Regions from separate parts of the Ovis aries genome. Here region 1 is linked to region 2. A link is a contact called in public Hi-C data. All regions are on one chromosome and are shown on one strand. The core of a region is the stretch at or near the end of the contact, and the rest is flanking DNA. Distances in the headings are between cores, read along the strand shown. Region 1 holds the start of PLPP3 (phospholipid phosphatase 3). Region 2 has its middle 66 kb from the start of USP24.

Evidence for each region. A called contact is a pair of places that touch in the nucleus more often than the background predicts.
Region 1: a Hi-C map of liver shows a contact between it and region 2, with 7 times the contacts expected there. The contact joins the promoter of PLPP3 here to the enhancer-like site in region 2. A contact is called at or near these places in 7 of 16 Hi-C or Micro-C datasets (hypothalamus, liver, mesenteric adipose tissue and 3 more).

What each region holds. Positions count from the first base shown.
Region 1 is chr1:31,120,040-31,124,920 of ARS-UI_Ramb_v3.0, forward strand. It overlaps PLPP3 (phospholipid phosphatase 3), which reads right to left and starts at 2,233. Exons shown (of 5, transcript XM_012154685.5): 1 at 1,754-2,233. The coding sequence starts at 1,892.
Region 2 is chr1:29,652,898-29,657,359 of ARS-UI_Ramb_v3.0, forward strand. No RefSeq gene overlaps it. Among named protein-coding and RNA genes, the nearest start is that of USP24, 66 kb to the left of the region's middle. Within about 2 kb of position 1,379, at least 3 of the 54 cell types and tissues checked have an H3K27ac peak or open chromatin away from gene starts, as enhancers often do. A contact at or near this core is called in liver, where this site is marked.

The sequences.
Region 1 (4,881 bases), core at 983-3,482, 1.5 Mb after region 2:
GAAAGAGTTCACCCTTCCACCAACAAAACACACCAGTAAAGACTGGAAGCCCCAGATAAGTTTACAGCAAACAGCTTCAATGTGTTTCTGGGTTCCTGGTACTCCCCCAGGACCAGGGAGGATCTCTTAAAACTTCAATAGCTTGGCAAGGAGACTTTAAGCACTAATCTCCCCACTGTGCATAAGTCTGTTGCCTTCAGGAAGGTGGGCCCCCCAGTGACAATTCCTTTACATAACATCTTAATGTTGAATTTGTATGAAGAGGTGAGAATGGGATTTGCCACCTTTCTACAGGCACCTTTCTCCCCTTCCATAGAGCACAACTGACCTTCAGCTGTCTCTGTGTATCTAAAGGAGGCCATTCTTCCATTTAAACTCCAAGAGTCTCTTCTTCCTTTGACTCTGAAAATTCACTATGGACAGTCAAGCCAAGGACAGACGGACCTCAGTAAGGACCCTGCTACAGAGTCATGAACACAGGGACCCGGGACTCCAGCCCAAGAAGCCTCTGGTTTGCACACTCTGCGTGCACAAATCCAATTCAAAGGGGACTTGAACCTCCTGTGCAGGAGTTCTATTTTAAGGGAATGAAATTGGGAACACAGATGTTTCTTCAGTTAGCAGAGTTGGCAGAACAGCCCCTGGACCAGATCCGAGTTCTTAATGCAGGAAGGGGCCTCAGAGAGCAACTAGTTCAACCCACTCACTCAATTGATAAGGAAACTGAGGCCAAAGAGGCAGTTAGGTGGTACACTCAGCAAGTGGCAGAGTGGCCCTGTTCTGATGACAAGTCCTGCGCGCTTTCCATTTCACCATAATTAGCTTAAAAAAAAAAAAAAAACAACCCTAAGCTGACTTCAACCTTGGAACTCCTGTATATTCGTGTCAATAGCCACCCCGCGCCCCGGGGGCAGTTCACAAATCCTCCTGACCCTCCCACCCCACGCCCTATACTCCTTCTAGCTGTGACTTCCAAATAGTTTGGAAAGCAGAAGCAAGCTACTGCCTCAACTTTTCGGGAGTACAATTAATGCTGGTCCCAGTGCAGGACGGTAGCTAGTTTTCCCAGTGCCTCAGTTTCCTCACTGGTGAAATGGACCTCCTCGTTCATACTGCACCGAGTCACGGAGAGGGCCAGTCAAAACTAACACCTGGTACACAGTAGGCGCTTTAAAAGTGACTGCTGGGTAGGCACCACGCATCAAGCCCCTAGAGAGCACCCTCCCAACCCCTGGGGGGCGTTCAGGAGAGTGAAAGCAAGTGAAAAGGCCAGGGCAGTCTCAGCGGAAGGGCTGGATGTTTACATTCAGCCGGGAGAAGGTAGCGCTCTCCAGGCGGGAGCCCGGCGCTCCGGGAGATCCATCTTACTTGGATGGATGTCCAACCAGCTCTACGCCGGCTCCGGGTCCCAGTTCCATCGACTTCCCCTTCCCTAGCGGGACGAGCCCACTCTTTCCGTGGGATTCTGCCCGGGTTTCCAACTGCAGCTTGGCTTTTAGGATTCGGTGGCCAAGTGGCCCGCGAAAGCCTACAGCGCTCCCAACTCTTCTCTACAGGCCGGGGAGGCGGCGGGAACCGAGAGGGCGGGGACCCGGGGGCCGAGAGCCGCGCGAACGCTCCCCGAGAAGCCTGCAGGGGCCCCCGAGGCGGACTGCGCGGCGCGGCCGGGAGACGCCGCCCCGCGCGCAGCCCGACTCGGGCTGGGACGCGCGCCGGGCGCCGAGGGCCCGAGGGACAGAGGGGCCGGGCTCACCCATGAAGAGGCAGAAGAGGTCCAGGCAGATGAGCAGCACCCGCTTGCTGCCTCCTTTCCTCGGGTTGTTGTTGAGCGCCGGACTGCCGCCGTTCTTGCTCTCCGCGACGATCGCCTTGTCGTACTTGTAGTTTTGCATGGCGCTGGTCAAGACGCCCGGCGACAGCAACCACACACCCAGACGCCCGGGTCGCCTCCCGGCCAAGACTGCTCGGGGCGCGGCGGGAGAGTGCGGCCCCGCTGCCCGCTTCCAAAGGCAAGCGGTGGTGCTTTCTGCTCCCCCTGGAGCTCCTCTGCTTTTCCTGTCTCAACCGCGAATCGTTCGAAAGTCCAGGGTGAAAAGAGCCAACTTCTCGAGAGGAAAGTTCTGCAGCGCTGTATTGCTTGCAACGCGCGGAGCTGGCGTGTCTGTGCGCAAAGCTGCGAGTGGGCAGCTCGGGCGCTCGGCCACCTTCCTCCGCGCCTGGTTGCTTAATGAATGGGAGCTGCGCGGAGCGGAGCTGAGCGGAGCCCAGCCACCCTCCAGCGCTGCCGCGACTCCAACTTTCCTCCTCCTCCTCCTCCTCTTTCTGCTGCTGCTGCTGCCGCCGCGGCTGCCGCTGTGATCACCAGGGTTTGTTTTCAGCACTTTTATTGCACGAGGTCCTTTTAAAAAAGAGAGAGGGAAAGAGAGGGACCTCCTTACTTGGCTCAGAAGGGATTCTGAAAGCACAGCCCCTTCCTTAAGCAGCCTAAGACGTAGGATAATTAAGGCCACATTTCCCCCACCCCCTTCCAAAAAAAAAAAAAAAATCCTAAAAGGAAAAGTTACTCTCAAACCAGAGAATCCGGGAGCCCCTAGCGTTCAGAAACACTGAACTGTCACAAAAGGAGGGGGAAAAAACAGTATAAAAAGAAACATTTTCTTGCTGGCCTTGGGTCAGGCAAAAGTTTAAGCTGTACAGCTCAAAAGCGTTTCTTCTCCATGACACGTTTGGGGCTTTCAAGTCTTTATTTTGATTTGAATCGTATTATCCCAAAAATATTCAAAGAAAAAAATCTATTTTTATTGTTTTTAAGATCTTAACACCCAGCACCAGATACTGGGGTAAAATCTGAGGGTGCGTGTGTGTATGTGTGCTCAATCGTGTCTGACGCTTTGTGACTGTATGGACCCATGGACTGTAGCCCGCCAGGCACCGTGGTCCATGGAATTTTCCAGGCAGGAATACTGGAGTGGGTAGCCAGTTTCCTTCTGCAAGGGATCTTCCTGACCCAGGCATCAAACCCTCGTCTCCTGCATCTCCTGCACCGCAGGTGGGGAAGCCCAGGATTCCGAGGATAGGAGCAGGAAAAGAACTGCAGGACTCTGGAACTAGACCTGTGGTTTGAAATCCTGGCCTGGCCACAGCTCTGTGCTTGGATTTCCCGATATGTAAACTGGAGTTAATGTGTTTCTCCAAAACAGAGGAACTGTGAAGACTTAAATAGCTAATCTACCTCAGGGCCTAGAACAGTGCCAGGTATAGGTGTTAACTGTGATTTTTACTCCTGTTTCCAGGGTGAAGGAGTTCCAAGCCCTCCACTAGATCAACTGGCCCCCAACCCACCTATACCACTATGCGGGGGGTGAGGGAGGTGGGTGTGGGGTAGTTTGGGGGTGATCTAATGCTTTGCCTTAGAGATTGTTATATGCTTTTAAATTACTTTATTTTTAATTGATTTCATTTTTAATTTTATTTTAAAATGTATTTAATTCTTAATTTTTCTTCCAAGTAGAGTACAAACATTTCCAAAGCAAGGGCCTTTCCTTTTAACTTCTGTAGTGCCTATAAGAAAACTGGGCACACAGTACCATAAATAGGTATTCCTTCCAGATGTCTTTTTTCTGTACATCCAGAAATAGAAATATTGTAGCTTTTTTATGCATTATATTGATCATGTTCTTTTTTATACTGACTTGTTATGGGGTTCAGTAACCTTATATCCAGCCACCACAAGCCACTTGGCTTGTCTCCAATAGTCATTTCCCACTCCACACTCTGTCCTGCTTCTCCTTCTGCCTGTAATACACATCTATCCCTTCTCTAACTACCAAAATGCTTCTCTTGTTTTAGGGTCTGAAATGTCACCTTTTCTCTGAGCCCTTCCTTGACCGCTGAATAGAATTAATTTCCCCTTCAACACTTTACTCTCGTAGCATTTATCACAATCTGATTTGGTACTATAGTTAGTAAAGACTAGTGCCCTCTGTAGATTATCAGCTCTGAAGCATCTCCCAGGTATCTTGCACAGAGTTTGGTGCCTGCAAAATTAAGCTCAAGTCTAGACTGCATAGCAACCAGTGGGTTGGCACAGAGAGGCAAAATCACTGTCTTCTGTCTCTAAGACGGTTTTGGAGCTGCGGTATCTAGATGCAGATTAGACCCAGCATTCTCCATTCAAATAGCAGCAAGGAAAAGTCAGGGAAATTAAGAGAACCAATCCCTTAGACACCTTTACAGTGAGAAATGCTTCTTCCTGACATGTTAAAATAGCAGAAACAGTACAAGGTCAATTACAACAATTACAAGGCCAATTCACCATTACTGACATTCTAAAAGGAACTCTGGGATTCTGATGTCTACCCTTGCCCACCCCACGCTCCTTGTTATGACGATCGTCCTTGAAGTTCTAAGTCACCAAACTACGTCTTTGGAATCCCAGATGAAAAGTAAAAACAAGCCCCTGAGACTTCAGCAGCCCCCTCTGATTTTTCCCTCCTCCGAGCATCAAAAGTCCTCTGAGGATCATTAAGTGCCACTGACAGCCACTTATATCCACTGTAGACTCCTCTGTTCTGTTATCTGAATTTTAAGTTACCTCCCTTTACATCTCCTGTCTGTTTTTCCCTCTCTATGGAATGACTTTTATTAATTTAAGAATACTCGTTTTGAAAAGCTAGATTTTTACTGTAGTTAAATGGTATAACTCAACAATAGCTGTTGGGCTCCTTAAAGTTACTGAGTAAGATTGATGGTAAACTTCAGCACTACACTGAATACCAGGAACCTTTTTGGCTTTAAGGTTCCCTGGATTAAATTCAGCTACTTATTAAGAAGGATAAAAATCTGTTATTCCAGGAGTGGAAAAAGGGGGAAAATAAATGA
Region 2 (4,462 bases), core at 129-2,628:
AAACCGATAAAAATCATCTAGCTCAGGGATGGTAAATGGATTGTATTTACTTCATGTGCCAGGTCTGATCTACTTGTACAGATTGCCTGAAGCAATGTATTGCATCCTGCTTATGGGGAATGGGTGCTGTGATTGATTAGCAATGTCTGCCCGGGCTTTTGGGTGGATGAGTAAGGGTGATATGTACTTGCTCTATCTCATCTAGTCCACCTTTCTCATTTAACCAGTGAAGAAATAACCTTCAGTGAAGGGAATTGACTTATTTAAGGTTACACAATGAACTAGGGGCAGAGCTTTGATTAATGATTTTTTTTTTTTCACTTCAGTTTAACTTCCTAGACCCCAGTCAGTTTCCAGGGAATACTTATATGCTGTTCGTCAGAATGTAAATTGATGTAGTCACTACTGAAAACAGAATGGAAGTTTCTCAGAAATATAAAAGTAGAACTACCATATGACCCAGCAATTCCAATATATCTGAAATACAAAAAGCAAAAATACTAATTTGAAAAAGATATTAAATACAGGCACCCCAATGTTCATAGCAGCATTATTTATAATAGCTAAGATATGGAAGCAACTTAAGTGTCCATCAACAGATAAATGGATAAAGAAGATGTCACACACACCCACACCCACACCCACACCCACCCCCCCCCCCCACACACACACTGGAATGCTACTCGGACATGAAAAAAAAAGAAAATTTGCCATTTGCAACAACATGGATGGACTCGGAGGATATTATGTGAAATAAGTCAGACATAGACAAATACTTGTATATGGAATTTAAAAAATAAAACAAACTAGTGACTATGACAAGAAAGATGCAGACTCACAGATAAAATAGAGAATAAATTAGTGTTTACCAGTGGAGAGAGGGAGGGGCAGAATAGGAGTAGGAGATTAAGAGGTACAAACCACTGTATAAAACATAGATAAACTACAAGGATGTATTGTACAGCACAGGCAATATAGCACATATTTCATAATAATATATATGGAGTATAACCTTTAAAAATTGTGAATCACTATGTTGTACACCTGAAACTTTTGCAATACTGTACATCAACTATACCTCAATAAATTTTTTTAAAAAACCCATCATTTTCCTTACCTCAGCAGGGTTTCCACTGTTTAAGTGGAAATCGTTGAGGCAGCCTAGAACATTAAAGACCACAGGTTCTGATCTCAGCTATGATGCTGTGTGGCAATAAACACACATCAGCTAATCTTTTTGTGCTTACAGATAAATTTACTTCCCCTGGACATCTTCCCCTATCTCAAAGAAACTGGACAGTTTAAGCCTTGTGAACTAGGTGTTGCCTAAGACATGTCAGCTAAAGAGGTTAAAATGAAGGGAACTGTGGCATAGGCTATGTAGAGACCTTGACCTGTACTTGCAAAACACACTTTGCAAGTGTGTTTTCAGGCTGTAGGCTGGAGAGGAAAGAAGAATGACTAGATTTGTACTTTGCGAGAAATAAAACATAAGCAATCCTTTACCTCCCAGGTTACAGAGCTCCAGCTTGATGTTTGACATATGACCAGATGCTGGAAAGAACCCCATTTCCCACGGGCATTTGGCCCTTTGTGGGTGAGCCTGGGTTGCTCTCAGGTTTTCAAGTAATCAGAAGCTCTAGGCCCTTCTGGTTTGGAGGGAGATCAGAGACCCAGGCTGTTGCCAAGGACTCTGGCTGGCTTGTTCATTTAACTGATGTTCCTTAGGCCCTGGGATGTATGCGTGGTTTGTAAACTGCAAAAGCACCTTGCAAATGAGAAGTAGCATTTCAACAACATAAATTATTTCTACACTTTTCAGAGAAGGACTTTGGGGTCAGAGGGCACCTGTGGAAATTCTGCTTATTGGTGACAGTGAACTAGAGTGGCCTGTATATATGAGGGCTTCCTGGTGGCTCAGATAGTATATTTGAATCTGTATACTGGGTCTGTGGCTCAGCTGGTAAGAATCTGCCTGCAATGCAGGAGACCCCAGTTTGATTCCTGTGTTGGGAAAGATCCCCTGGAGAAGGGATAGGCTACCCATTCCAGTATTCTTGGGCTTCCCTTGTAGCTCAAATGGTAAAGAATCCACCTGCAGTGCAGGAGACCTGGGTTCGATCCCTGGGTTGGGAAAATCCCCTGGAGAAGGGAAAGGCTACCCACTCCAGTATTCTGGCCTGGAGAATTCCATGGACTGTATCGTCCATGTGGTCGCAAAGAGTCGGACACGACTGACCAACTTTCACTTTCACTGGGTCTTCCAGCAGAAACACCATACAGTGAAATGGCAGAACCAGATCATAAAAAGTTACTCTTTCTTGCTTATATTACTGTTGTCCTGAAAGTCAGTAGTTCCATGTTTTAAATACTCCGTGGTATTTCAAAGTTTGTGAAGTCCTTTCCCACATGTCATTCTGTTGATTTTCCGCCTGTGGCAGATATCCCTGTTTTAGAGGAGAGGAAACAGAAGTTCAGAGATGCTGGGTGACAGGTGAGAGATCAGGTGGTGAATCACTGGAAAGTCTGGGACTTGACCTGGGGTCTTTTGGGGCTCAATCCGGCGGTATTTCTCTCTCTTGGCGGCAGCCCTTGCAGGGTGAGTGTGGGTACTTGGAGTCTTGAGGAAGGAGTGGAGGTTAAAGCCAGGCGAGGGGCTCCTGTGGTTGGAGCAGCTGGAAGTGTTGGGCTTGGGGTGGGTCTGCACTGGCGGAGGACTGAGCAGGCAGGATTCTGAAGACACAGCATAACCAGGAGATTGGTTTGTTATCACCTGCATTTGGTTGACTTCTGAAGTTGGATTAGGCAATGTGTTGCAGGCTTTACCTGCATAATTGTACTTCATCTGTAGCAAATGCTGTTACTTTTAGGAGGTGGAACCTGAGTCAGGAAGCCTGGACCCCTGACCGAAAGTCACATCGCTTGGGAAGGGACAGGGCCCAGGTTAGCGCTCTGGAATGTCAGCTCTGAAGCCTGTGCTGCTGATGACTGTATGATGCCAGACTGTGCGAGCCTATGAAGTACAGCATTGGGAAGCAAACTTGCAAATGTAGGCTGGGGCCAGCCGGGCAGGCTCTGAGATGCCAGATTAGGGAGCGCTGGGCACTGTTTTGTGGGCAGTGGGAGCCGCTCAGTGGGAAAAGAGAGCAGAAGTCCACCCCTCCTTCTTGAGTCAAACGGAAATTCTACTTTAAGTCGAGAGGGTGCATGCCTGATGTCATTTCCATGGATTCTCATGCTGCTTCACCCCCATTCCTGCTGTAGCCATCCAATGTCTTCTAAAAATATGACAAAAATCACAAAGAACCCCTTAAATTCTGAATCTGTTCTTTCCAAGAGCTTGGTGAGGGTCCTGCGAGGATGTGAAAAGCCAGTTGGGCCTGGCCAACTCCTGTCTGTCTGTCTCTGGCCAGCAGCTCTGCACAGCAGTTCCCCAGGGAGCGTACTCTTTGGCATCCTTGACTTAGCTTCGAGTGCCCTAAATAAACCTTGTGGATTTAAATGCTCCCATGGGGCCTTTCTGGAGCAGAGAGTATTCCTGAAACAAAAACTCCAATGACGTTGATGCGCATCCGTTTCATCAGTCTTGCTGACAAGGGACTGAATTCCTAATGGCCCATTCAGTCAGTCATTGCTGATACCACAGGGGCCTGGCCTGGACCCCTTGCTGGCCTCACAGGTCAGAGCGGAGGTGGCTGTGAGGGATGTGAGGGCTTCCCGGGACTTCTGTCTGGGGATTGACATCATGTGATGGGCTGTGATGGAAAGGAAGGGCCTGGTCCAGACATGCCCAATGTGTTCTTCACAGGAGATGTGGTTTCACATCTGTGGCCTTTCCACCCCCGTCGGATATAATTGAGCACATCTGTCTATTGCTTTATATTTAATACTTTATAAGGATCGTATACAGATATGAGCTCATTGAGTTTTCACACCCCAGGAAACACAAACTACCCAAAATTTATGGGTCAAAGCCCCGAGACTTAGGGGATATCTCTTGGACCAGTTTCAGGGTTCTGTCCTCCTTCTTCCCCTTACAAAATGCATAATCGGGTGAAACTGGAATTTAAAGATTACCAAGGCAGGCATGATTTCGTAGGGAGGTGGGGGGGCGGGGGTGGGGGGCAGTCTTAGGAACAACTCACAATATGCTGCTTAGCAGAGGCGTTGTGTGCTGGTTATCTGTCTTTTGTCCTTGCAGATCCATTCTCTTCTGTACTCTGCACCTTGGGAAGCTGAGTCTAACAGCCTGCTTCTGTGGGTTCATTGCCTCTGGCTTGGGGTCAGCAAATAGTTGGCACTGGCAGGGGATGGAATGGGGGTGGGAGGAGAGTGACTGGCAGGGGGGTCATCCCAGCCCAGGGGGCCACGAGTTAGCTAAGTTGTAGGCAGCCTGGCTGCTGATAACCCCGGGGCACTAAACCCCCCTTGATGGTTTGCTTCAATTCTACTCATTTCATAC